Regions from separate parts of the Mus musculus genome. Here region 1 is linked to region 2. Evidence: chromatin contacts called from public Hi-C data. All regions are on one chromosome and are shown on one strand. Each heading gives the region's core, a stretch centred on a gene start, on an enhancer-like site or on the middle of the called end of the contact. The rest is flanking DNA. Distances are from core to core; before and after follow the strand shown.

Region 1 (2,744 bases), core at 32-2,531, 690 kb after region 2:
GACAGGGTTTCTCTGTGTAGCCCTGGCTTTCCTGGAACTCACTCTGTAGACCAGGCTGGCCTCAAACTCAAAAATCCGCCTGCCTCTGCCTCCCAAGTGCTGGAATTAAAGGCGTGCGCCACCACTGCTTTCATGTCACCTTTGTGATTAAGTCTAACCACTTAGTGGATGAGGGTCACCTTAACATAGGCTGCACAAGGTACTCTAAACTGTAGTTCACACAATAATGTGTTTAACTAACTGTCCAAGTTCTCTTTCTGTTGCTGTGATAAAACACTCGGATCTACAGAGGTTTAGGAGAGGGACGAGTTTCTTTCAGATAATGGGTTAGGATTCATCATTGAGAGAAGTTCGGAGAGGAACTCAAGCAGGAACCTGGAGGCAGGAACTTGCTCCAAGAGGAAGAGGAGGAAGAGGGTGAGGAGGAAGAGGAAGAGGAGGAGGAAGAGGAAGAGGAGGAGGAAGAGGAGGAGGAAGAGGAGGAAGATGATTGATGGCTTACTCTCAGGATCATACTCATCTAGCTTTCTTATACAGCTCAGGACCACCTACCCAAGGAATGGTGCCACCCACAGTGAGATGGACCCTCCCATACCAATTACCAACAAGCAAAGTCACCCATGACCAGTTCTATCTAGGCAATTACCCAGTAGAGACTTTGTTCTCAGACGACTCTAGGCTGTGTCAAGTTCAGGACACCAGTGTACACTTGAGGCATCTTCATTGTCCTTTAGCTTCAGGAAGAATGCTCTGGACTTAACATTTTGAAAATTTTATCCTTAATTATACCCCTGTTTGTGACTCACTTCACAAACCCCTAGAAATCACAAAGTGAACCTGTTCTTCATAATTTTGTCTTTTCCAACGCGTCACATATGTTAAATTATTCTCATTTAGTATCCAGCATGCTTGATGCAGGTGTTTATACATCAGCAGCAACTGCTTTTGTCATTGATGCATTCATTTCAACTTCTCTTCCTGAACTATTACCATTATTTCAATATTGAGTGTTACCCGACATAAATTTTAAAACCTTAATTTTTCTTAGCAAAAAAGAAGATAAGAAATCAATCCATATTTAATCATGGTAGGAATTCCTTGATGAGGGGCAGGACTCATGCCTGCACAGGTTTGCCTGACTCCCCAGCAGTCGAATGACATTCATTGTATGGAGCTTGCCTGCAGTATGACTTGTGGCCTTTCCATCTTACTGCTGTTACCCTGCAAACATTCCCCAGTGTTCCTCTGCTGTGCAAATTCCTACATGCACCAGGCACCACTGCTTTTTATAGATGCTTAATTATTGCTTTCAAATGAGGAGCCTTGTTACCAAGAAGCAATTGGGTAGAGTGACAGGGAATTTACAGACTTGCTTGAGGAGCGATTTGCATAGCTTGGTGGTGTATGAAATGTTAGGTGATTCCATACAGGTTAAAATGGGGTGCATGATGCTATATTCAGAGCTTAAAAACATATTTAGCTATAAAGCTATGTCTCAGGCTACCACTGTTCAGGAATTGAACTCCTATTCACATTGGCTTGGGGGCAGGCCTAAGACTTGCTATACTTATGTCAATTATTTGGTCACCTATATAAAATTTTAAAATGAGATAATTTGTCACCTTGCACAAATAAATGACAATATTCAGATATAAGATTTTATTCACCCTTATGGCAATATGTAACAACAAAGAAATCTACATCCCAAGTCTTCAGATTTCCACTGAAATCAGGAGAGAACTGGGACAGGAGTCCAAGTACTAGCTTTCAAAACCACTCACTCTTGTTTCAAATAAGACATGCATTTTCATCTGCCAGCCACTGCTAACACATATTCAGTGAACTTCAACATCAACCTTGGGCCTCCACATGATCACACAGGTGCCCAAACACATGCAAACATGCATATGCACACATTCACACACATACCTTCAAGTGTGTATGCACAGATTCACACATATCTGTGAACACACATTTTTATATATGTATGTGCACACGCATGTGCATGCACACATATATATGTGCATACATATACACTGTGCAAAAATATATGCACACATTCATATATACACATGAAAACGCACAAACACATACACACATGTGCACACAGCATGCACACATGTGCACACATTCACACATACATAGACACATGGCAATACACATATGCAAACACACACACATATTTAAACATTTATATACATGTGCACACAAATGGGAATGTACTCTCTTTTACACACACACACACACACACACACACACACACACACATTGTCATACTGAGCTTTCTGTTACTGTCATAAACATTATAACCAAAAACAACTTGTAGAGGAGAAGGTTTATTTTCACCTTACAATTCATCATCCAAGGAAATCAGGGCAGGAACTCAAGGCAGGAACCTGGAGGCAGGAACTGATGCAGAGGCCACAGAAGGATACTGCTTACTGGCTTGCTCAGACTGCTTTCTTATACAATCTAGAATCTCCAACTGCAGGTGACACTACCCACAGAGGACTGAGTCCTCCCATATCAGTTAGCAAACAATAAAATGCTGCTCAGACATTTCCATTGGTCAATCTGATGGACATAATTCCTCAATTGAGATTCTGTCTTCACAAATATATCTTCTTTTGTTCAAGTTGACAAACACACATACACACACACACCCCAAAAAAGAATGCAAAGAGAAAAATTCAAGAGGGAGAGGGGGGGCAGGAAGCCATTGATATGCAACAGGCACAGCCCCC
Region 2 (2,700 bases), core at 197-2,696:
GATACTGTGGTTGCCTGTTGGTCGTGTTTAAGTCTTGGCTTCATGTTAGGTAAATATACAGCCTTGGGGGTGTCACTGAGAGGACTGAGAAGAGACCTCAGGTGGGGAAGCCAGTGTGGAGCTGGTGCAATGGTCCAAAGAAGTGATTTTACCAAGGGCAGTGGCTGTGACAATTTACTCATTCATTTTTTCCATTCATTCATCCATCCACCTATCTGTCCATTCATCCATCCACCTGTCCATCCATCCATCTATCCATCCATTCACTCACTCCTATTTATCCATCCTCTAATACATCTATTCACGTATTCATCCATTCACCCACCCCTCTATCTATCCATCAGTTGAATGATATACTTATCCCTACAATGGACCATCTGCATCTCCATTGATTCCTTCCTTCCTCCAAAGATGCAGTCATCATTTTATCTGTAGATCCATCCACCCCCATATCCTTCCATCTGTCCATTGACCCACCCCCACCCATCTATCCATCTGTTCATTCATCCACTGATCTATCATCCTCCACTTATCTCTCCATAAATCCACCGATTGATACAGCTCTCCTTCCGTTGAACCATCATCCATCCCTCCATTGATTCATCTGATTTCCTTTATGAATCTGCCCGTTGATCCATCCATCCACCTATTATCCATTGTCCATCCAACTATAGGCCAACCCATCTATTGATCTTTCCATCAGCCCATTCATTTATCCATCTGCCCATCCATCCATTGGTCCATCCATCAATATCCCTCAGTCAGTTGATTGATCCATCCATTCACTCGCTCACCTCCATGTAGCAAACACTTGTACAGTATACGCTGTGCACTGAATTGATTGCTTTCTGATAAATAGAGAGAAACAGGAGCAGGTGGGAATTTTGAGGTGGATACAGTAGGTCTTGGAGACCATTCTGTCTAATGTCTTCAAATCTAGAAGATCAGCACAGTTGGTCCCAAGCTATAGAAGTCTCCCCCAGGGGCGTCACACACAGAGATGGTCACAGCCCTGGATGCTAACACCACCTTCTGTAGTAATTAGTGCTTTCTGCCTCCTTCATGGGTCAGAGATGCTAACAAATGTGCCCATTTCTCTTCTTGCCCTTCCTTTTAAACCTTCCTGAATGCGAACGCTCCCCCTTCCCCTCCACACTGTTCCCCTTTTGGGTTTTCCGTCCAGCTACTGAGCTTTGAGTATAGAGATTTGTTCCTGTGGGTGGCTTGGAGTTCAAGACAGCAACCCACCATTCAACTCCAGCCCTTAAAACTAAAAAGCCCCAACTCTGCACATGTAGATAAAAAACACATTATCTTTCAAAAAGGTTGAAATGAAAAAAAAATGAACACACTCAGTGAGTTTCTAGGCAACTGGAACCACGGGCTGAGCACAGGCTGCGAGGAGATAATCAGCCTCCCTTTCAGTCACGCTGGCTGAACGCTTCCAACACGGCCTGGGCACAAATGCCTCTTTCTTTCCAGTGGCGTTTGGGTGCTGGCAGTGCCAAGCACTGTCCCAGAGGATGGTGATGAATAAGGCAGGCAGGGTCCTGGCTCCTCAGCCTGACAGTTTACAGATTCAGATAGCTCTTCATTTCAGAAGTGAGGAGTGTCCAGGAGACTTGGATGAGCAAGCCGGAGACTGGGGACAGGCTGAGCAGTGCTGGAGGGACGGGGAAGGAGTCCTCCTAAGGCCTTAGCACTTGCTCTGAGAACTAGATGAAAATGAAAGAGGCAGCCATAACAACCTGTGGAGGAAGAACGTTCCAGACAGAGGGAACGGTACATGTCTTCAGGCAGAACTTAAGTAGGGCAATTTAAGTAGTCAGCTGCAATGCAGAGGGAAGCTGGAGAGTGCTAGGGACTGAGAGGTCATAAGAAGGTGGGATAGGTTGGCTGACATTGGCTCTCAGCTCAGGGGGCTTCTTTTTTTATCAGTTTTCTCTTGCTGCTGTAACCAATGACCTCCAGTAGAGTGGCTTTCACAATACGAACTGACCTCGAGGCTCTGGAAGTCAGAAATGGTCCTTACATAATAAGATCAAGGTCTTGTGGCAGGGCTGAGTGCTTTCTGGGAGGTTTTTTTTTTTTTTTTTTTTTTTTTTTTTTTTTTTTTTTTGGTGGGGGTGATGGGGTGGTGGTGGGAGTTGGGGGAGGCAGAAAGCCTCACCCAGGGTGTGCTTTCTAGCTCACACATTGCCAGCGTTCCCTTAGGTATAGACCCTTTTCACCTGAATGATAGGAGGTCAATTCCTTACCTCTGCAACCTGACTTAGTCACATCATCAATGATCCTTTCTGCATGTCCTGAGATGAAGGCATAGGCATCTTTGAAGGAGGAAAAAAAATTTTATCCTTTCAACTTCAGTGGCTTTGGACGGTCACCTCATTAGAGTCACTTAACAACCTACAGGAGACAAGGGTTGTAACACCCATGCTCTGAACTTGGGGCTTAGATATGCTACAGCCCAGTGCATGCCACCACTGACTGCAGGGAATGAGGTTCTGGGCACCAAGTCTTACAGGCTCCCATGGCATATGCAATCAGCCACACAGCGGTATGGGATACATTCTGTTTACCATATAATGGTATGGGCTGCACTCTGCCTACCAAGACAACAGCAGTTCACATTGTTTATTTTGACTCACCTTTCTGGAACCATGACATCCTAAGTCTTAGCTATTCTGCATGCTTCTTTCC

What was found. Hi-C and Micro-C count contacts between places; a contact is called where the count stands out from the background.
Region 1: a Hi-C map of cortical neurons shows a contact between it and region 2, with 2.3 times the contacts expected there. The contact joins two enhancer-like sites. A contact is called at or near these places in 9 of 484 Hi-C or Micro-C datasets (cerebral cortex, cortical neurons, gonadal supporting cells and 3 more).

What each region holds. Positions count from the first base shown.
Region 1 is chr5:126,396,675-126,399,418 of GRCm38.p6, forward strand. No RefSeq gene overlaps it. Among named protein-coding and RNA genes, the nearest start is that of Gm23151, 8.4 kb to the left of the region's middle. Within about 2 kb of position 1,282, at least 4 of the 459 cell types and tissues checked have an H3K27ac peak or open chromatin away from gene starts, as enhancers often do. A contact at or near this core is called in cortical neurons, where this site is marked.
Region 2 is chr5:125,704,090-125,706,789 of GRCm38.p6, forward strand. The region is part of intron 4 of Tmem132b (transmembrane protein 132B); the gene reads left to right. Among named protein-coding and RNA genes, the nearest start is that of Gm32811, 58 kb to the right of the region's middle. Within about 2 kb of position 1,447, at least 41 of the 459 cell types and tissues checked have an H3K27ac peak or open chromatin away from gene starts, as enhancers often do. A contact at or near this core is called in cortical neurons, where this site is marked.